2 separate regions of the Danio rerio genome follow, and region 1 is linked to region 2. The links are chromatin contacts, called in public HiChIP or PLAC-seq maps. All regions are on one chromosome and are shown on one strand. Each heading gives the region's core, a stretch centred on a gene start, on an enhancer-like site or on the middle of the called end of the contact. The rest is flanking DNA. Distances are from core to core; before and after follow the strand shown.

Region 1 (3,538 bases), core at 417-2,916, 140 kb after region 2:
AATTGTTATTATTTTACTTTCTGTCCATGCCATTTGTTAAGTACAAAAATGAAGGTATTTTGTCTTGCCTACATGTTTTACTTTCCAGGTACCAGAAGTGTTGATGTGCATTTTATGAGTAAGCAAGAGCCACAGTTTTAGCCAAAAATCATATTAAATGTTACATTGAAAAAAAAAAAAAAACTACATCTTAAATTGCTTGAGTTTAATAATTATTTTTCATATTTGGTGAACTAAATGCTCACGGTAAACATTAAAATGCACCAAAGTATATTTATTTGAGCCCAAAAGGTGATAGCTAAAATAAATAGCGCACATTCAAGTCAATTGTGAAAATTGTAGAGCTTTTTGAAGTTTGTACTGACGCATTTACGTAACGTCCCTTTAATTTACCAATGATTGGCTGATAAGGGTTCATACAGTTCAAGAGCAAGGGGTCAAAGTTGAAATCATTTGAATTGGTCAACAGACGTGCGACGTTGAAGGATGAAATATGGTGAAATTACCTGACAGCAGGGGGGTCGTGACAGTCGCCGTGTACAGTGCTGCAGTTGTCACAAATGGAAGAACAGCCATGGGAAGACTGGAAGTAAAGAGCCCTTGGGTGACATGGAGAACTCGTCTGTAAAAGCTGTTGGCAACCATGCCAGCAATCCCAGCATTGGCAGCCAAATACAAGGGACCACGTGAAAGCATTTTTCTGTTGGGTTTTAAACGGGAAACGTTCATATACAGCATTAGAGACCAAACTTGCGTTGTAATATATTTGCATATAAAAAGCGAACTTGCCTATCACTTTCGGGAAGCTTTTCGAACTTTTTATTCAGCATTTCAATAATCCTCATCCTGGATGATGTCAGGCCTTGGCTTGCATCTCTCATCGTCATGGAGTTGTCTGTCATGTTTATCTGTTATTTCAAATTTCTGAGATCAAATTAAGTCACAATATAACAACGTGGTCAAAACACTGAAAATGGTGTCGTTTTTGGTATGGTAAAGACTGTTTCCGTGTGAGATAGGTAAACGTCACTGAGACACTAATTTGATGTGTTGAGGATCTTCAGCGTTTACATTATAACGTTACACATTTACCAATCAAACTAACAATATGAATTGCTCCAAATATGTAATTTTAACATTATTTAAGCGGATATTGAATGTTTATAACTGTAGGCTATCGTTTCAAGTTATAATGTTGCTAACATTTAACTACGGTTGTTCATTATATTATCACGTAGACCTTCAATATGTTAGCTTGCTAAATTGTTATGCATATATCATATGACCTGTTTTCAATAGACATTTAGTTTGTCACCTCCCTGTTTATAAGGGATTTAATACGATCACGGCAAAAGACGCGTCGCAAAAGTCAAACAGAAACATTTACACTTAAGTTAACCTAATGACAGCCGATTGTTTTACCTCTGTTTATATGTAACTTTGCTGAATGTCAAACCCTGCGTGACTTATCGCTCTGTTTATTTACGACTTCATTTGCACATAGTCAGCAACGCAGCGCTTTCTTGCATTATATGACTACTACTTACCCACGAATGATCTTTTAAATAAGCGCTAAATTATCTCCATTTTCAGTTTAACAGTCACGGTTCTCATTGCCAGCAGGGCGCAGCCATGTCTAACCACATGTTTTAGTCAACTCTCACCCTGAGATCCAGGAACAATACGACGATTCCTATTGGTCTGCGCGTGCGCCAACTGACAAAAAGAACGAAAGCCATTGGCGGACGCGCCCTGTCAATCTCAGCGGGTCAACCTTCTCGTTGCTAAGGCGAAACTGGTGATGATGCTGCTGCTGGTGATACTGCACCCACCGTAGAGAGAGTCTGCAAACCAGCTTTGGCAAGAGATGCTGTGAAGACCCACAGAAAAAATGACGGGAAGGGAGGTGAAGTTGTTCTCAACTGCATTTCGGGACGTCTGACGAGCACCTTTAGGATATTTTTGTTCAGATTGGCTTAATTACAGAAGCAAATGTGGAGCCATGCGTTATCGGGAAGCTGGATGAAACTTGCAGGTGTTTTCCGACAGGCGTCGCACCGACAGGCTGCTGTTTCATGGGGAAATACATCCAGCCTTATTTAGTTAAACGTGTCTACCCCGATATCTGCATTTTGTAAACCGTTTTTGCCTGTTTTGCCAATATTTTTTTCTTCTTTTTTCTAAACTGAAAGTGGATTGCGCTGTGACCAAGCAGCAAGATGATCACCAAGTCTTAATTATTTAATTTTTTTCCCTCACGTATAATGATCAGATCTAAAACAAAACACACGAAACTTCATTCTGCCTTTCCGTATAGAACAAGTTGTTCTTGAAGAACTGTTTACACGCAGACATCCTTAAACTTAAGATGTCGAGCTTATTTCTCATTCACACCGTTGGTAGATCTTTATATTAGGCGTTTTAGGATTTAAAATAATGCTTGATCAGCATATACTGACGGAATTTAATTCAAGGCAAGCCATGTAGCCTACACGGGAGCCTTTCTAATTTGACGTCTATGGCCCCCGGGGTTAACCACTGATGTTTAGGTTTTAGTTTAGTTAGTCACTGCGCCTTTAACGTTAGTCTGAGTTTGTGTTATGGACGACGTGATTGAATTATATTTATGTAGTTAAACACCAAAGGCATTTAAAGAGTCGCGAATATTCCAGCAGTTTAATCGTCAACACATTCACTCACTGGAGAGCATTCTTTGCATTTCCCATGGACTCATCCACGCCAATGTGCACTCGATCACTATCCACTCATACTATCGGATTATGGATTTATTTCTCATGAGCGCTCAGCATGTGTTTTCTTCTGCAAGATGTGTCGGCGCTTGTCTTTCGCTGTTTAACTTGACAATTACAGGTCTGGACCCCGAGATCTGCCATTCTGTTCGCTTTTACATCTATACCAACGAACTGAAGGGAAACGTGCTGCTTTAGTTGGTGACACTTTCTCCAGGATATTGACAGCAGATGAGGGCGAAACTTTTGTGTTGCTGTTTCCATGCGTGACAATCCCACAAGGACATAAAGGAGTAATAATGCCCTTAAGAAAACGAGGTGAGAAATAAACATCTGTGTATGTGGATAATAACCGTGGAAACGTTCTGTTATGTGTAGTTTTGTTGTTGTTGACATCATTTTACTGGGTGTATTTTTTATGAATGCATGTTTGCAAGATTTTTTTGACAGGGTTTCTGGTGGTTTCAAGCTTTTTTTTTTTTAAGAAAGAAAAATAACTTAAAACATTTGGAGGGAACACAGTAGGTTAATGTTCTCTAAATGTATGGGTACATTCTGATCACAGTGTTTTCAAGCGTAGCAAGATGCATTTACACAGTAGTAACAAGTCTTGTTTTCTGTTAGAGAAATCAGAATTAAGTAATCTTTTTAGGATTAAAACAAGAACAAAGATCTGCCAGTGAGCTACAAACTGTTATTCATACCTCACTGTCAGATATTTGTTTTTGTTTTTAGGTAGGCATGGGCTGTATATGATTCTGATGGGATGATAACCCTCGGATAAAAAT
Region 2 (3,615 bases), core at 1,105-3,604:
TATTAAAATGTTTTTTAACAGAAAATATTTTTTAATAGATAAAAATATTTTATTGCTAATACTGCAAATAAATGCATTGTATATTAATGTATAACAATGCAAATAATTCCAAATGTGTTTACCCAATGGATAAATAAATAAATAAATAAACATGCTGTGAAATATATATGTAGAATAAAAAAATAAGTACTGAGGAAATATAGCTATATTTAAAGTAAGCTGGATTTAAATTAATTGTGTGAAATATGCCTTTTAACATGTTTTACAACTAACCCTCTGTCTGTTACAACCTGCGCCACTGATTTGGGTAAACAGTAACATTTTTACTCCTGGCACTTTGCCACACTGCACAGAAACTATAGGTCCGGCGATCATAATTTCAGTGCTCATTTGTAGGAGAGGCTTGTGTTTTGTTGGTAAAAAAAAAATAAAAAATTGTTTGTCTAACCCCATTAGTTTGTTCATTATTTTACCAAAACTTTGGGACCTTATAAACGTGTGGTTATTGACCACCCGTCCCGACAAGCTAATCCAGCTAAAAATAGTGCGTCAAATGTCACTAAAATGGAGTATTTAAATCTCATAAAAAATTAGAAAATGAGGAAAATAACTGCAAAAAGTTCCACATTTTGAGAAAAAAGAACCAGCCCTTACATCTACGAGCCTGAAGAAAGAGGAGAAAGAGAGAGAGAAAGTTCCATCAATATTGGTCAGTGAGCTGATGGTGTTGTTTTAAATTTGTAAATATAAGAAATTTCTGGAACACATGGCTTGTCCATCTTCTGGTGAAACGGTTAGCACTGGCAGTGATATGCCTAACTGGAAGCTTTGTGCTGAATCTTATCTTGCAACACTGGCTAATAACTGTATATGTTTAGTATGCGTGTAATTGACTTCTGTCATTTGCATCAATTATTTAAGCTTTAATGATGCAGCCGCAGGATTTATCTATTGCATAAAAAATATCGAGAAACAACCTAGGCCTACTGTTGAGAATTATGATGGTGTCTAATGTAATGGCATATTTTTATCACTAGATGTCTCCCTTTCTAGACATTCTGCAAGGTTAGCTGAAGAAGCGATGGAAATTAAAATGATTTATTCGTAAATAATGATGAAATATGTTTTTGAGTATTAGATGAGTATTTTATAGGCTATATGAGTATTTTAATAATAATAATAATAATAACACATAATAATAATAATACTAATAATAAATATTAATCATATTACGATTATTAAAAGTAAATTTTTATTTATATGTTATTATAATTAAATAAATACTAATAAAAATATAAAAATTTAATGCATACATGCAATCATACAACATATATTAGACATGTTATACCATCAAATATTTAAAAACAATATAACACACAGAATTGGTCATGTAAATAAATATGCTTTGTTTATCCTTTATCTTTATTGTCATCACAAAAAAAACATATAAGCTTTAATTAAAACCAAATAATTGAAAATGGGAGGAAATATCTGTATTAAAAAAACGAATAACATTTATGTATTTTTTTATAACTGTACTGTAAGAAAATGCAGGGTTCCACACAATTCATTCATGTCGTCCCAGCACAAATTGATGAAGTTAACACTTTTAACAAATTTATGTGGATTGAACATACCAAATTAGGTTGTCCAAATGAAACCTCAAGAATTGTGTTGTCTCAGCTCAATTTAAATATATAAAAAAATAAAAAAATGAATGTACATATAATTGTCGATTTTAAAACGAAACAATATAATAACAATTATTGTAATTGTGAAAATCTTATTATAAAATAAATTTCATATTGTCATATTTGGAATTTTCTCAAACATTTCTGTCTGCTTACAGATTAAGGAAAATAACACGAATAATATATTTTAAAATGTAATAAAAGAACAAACAACAACAAAAAATAAACAAAATGTAGCAAATTTACTTGCATTTGAAAAAACTAAACTGTTTAAATCGATTATGTTGTTTAAAAACTATGTGAAACCGGGAACTCGGTTGGACAAATTCCGTCACGTGAACCGTCATCTGCTGAATAGCGGAACTGCTAGATAAGGCACAGCTACTGTCTATCTAAAGCCGCCATTTTGGCTCACAAACCCAATTGCAGCCCTTACTTTGTACGTAACGTGAGGCCCCGGTACTGACATTCAGAGCCAACATGGCGTCACTTTGCACTTACAGCCCAACGTCCATGTAAATCTTGGGAGGATCCTCTGAAAAGAGGAAACAGACCCGCCATTTTCCTACAAGCCTTTTAAACCCAGTAGGGGGAGGCGAGAACCTAGAGGAGAGTCGCTTTGGAGAAAAAGGGGGAGTTAGAAAAAGAGAGAGAGGGAGGGAGAGAGAGAGAGAGAGAGAGAGAGAGCGCGTGCGTGACAAGAGGGGTTGAGAGAGGGAGAGGGGACGCTGCTGTTAATAGAAGAGGAAACGTTTGGTACGTAAATGTCGCGATCAGCTGACGGCACACATACAGGACAAACTTCATTTGGACTCTCAGAAGCGGCTGATGCGTATTAGTCTCATTTCTTTTCTCTCTTTCTCCCCCAGTCAGGTGGCGAAACAGTGCACATCCCAGGGACTATATCATTGCCGTTGGATTTAGCAACCCGGGTAGATTTTCCCCTCTTTTTTTGTTTTCCCCCTTTTTTGTTTGTTTAAACCTGCGAGGATGTCTGGACAGAGCATTACGGACCGGATAACGGCAGCGCAACACATTGTTACCGGTTCCGCGGTGTCCAAAACGGTGTGCAAGGCGACCACGCACGAAGTCATGGGGCCAAAGAAGAAGCATTTGGATTGTAAGTGTCCAGGGATTTTTTAATACTATATTGCTTTCGGACCCGCGTTTGAAAGTTGCGTCAGTCACTCGTCGCCCTGGGAACGAGAGGTTCGGGGCTCGAGGCCTGCAAAAGATTCACGTTCAGTGCAGCTCGTGTTATTTAACCAGCTTCCTCTCCGGCGACCTTTGCTGATGTTGAACCTGTGATTGGCGATCGGCTGTGGAGTTGTGTGAGAGCACGAGTACTGTTTAAATGATTTAACATGCTAACTAATTATTAACCGCATTTAAAAACGAGCCCATCTGCTGTGTAATTAGGACGCTTGAGCAGAATGCTTTCATTGAGAAAACTGATTATTGCAAACAAGCGTGCATTTCGTGTGAAGGGACTGCCCGTATGCTTTTTGATGTTGCAAAGCAAAAACAGTGTTATGTTACTATTTGGCTTAAGGAATATTTTACAAGATGTTTTCTGTCATTGTTTAACTCAAGAGCTTGTATTTCAGAAGACACAGACTATGAAATAAACGTGTAGCTATATAACGTTACTGCTCTTTTCCTGGTACTGAAAGTAAACAGAGAGCACAGATGTCAATGACACTTTTAGTGATTCACAACTAAAATATCGGTTCTTTTTTCAAAATTAATTTAAATAATTTTTGTCTTGACACCAAACCAAATACATTGTCAGCACATATATAGCACATATGCATGTTTAAAAATAAATAAAGGAAAAAATCAAGATCAATTACACTTTTATTATGACTAAAAACCTCTTTTCATCTTGACCTACTTGTAATTTTCTTATATTTCTAAAATATAC

What was found. HiChIP or PLAC-seq counts read pairs in DNA pulled down with a chosen protein or histone mark.
Region 1: a contact with region 2 is called in an H3K4me3 HiChIP or PLAC-seq map of embryo, with 5 times the contacts expected there. The contact joins the promoter of tmem126a here to the promoter of picalma in region 2. A contact is called at or near these places in 1 of 18 Hi-C or Micro-C datasets (caudal fin) and 1 of 4 datasets of contacts at active chromatin or transcription factors (embryo).

Annotation. Positions count from the first base shown.
Region 1 is chr10:34,207,731-34,211,268 of GRCz12tu, forward strand. It overlaps tmem126a (transmembrane protein 126A), which reads right to left and starts at 1,667. Exons shown (of 5, transcript NM_200798.2): 1 at 1,548-1,667; 2 at 790-908; 3 at 507-700. The coding sequence starts at 902. It also overlaps a transcript of dlg2 not described here.
Region 2 is chr10:34,070,629-34,074,243 of GRCz12tu, forward strand. It overlaps picalma (phosphatidylinositol binding clathrin assembly protein a), which reads left to right and starts at 2,355. Exons shown (of 23, transcript NM_001365260.1): 1 at 2,355-2,447; 2 at 2,561-2,811. The coding sequence starts at 2,682.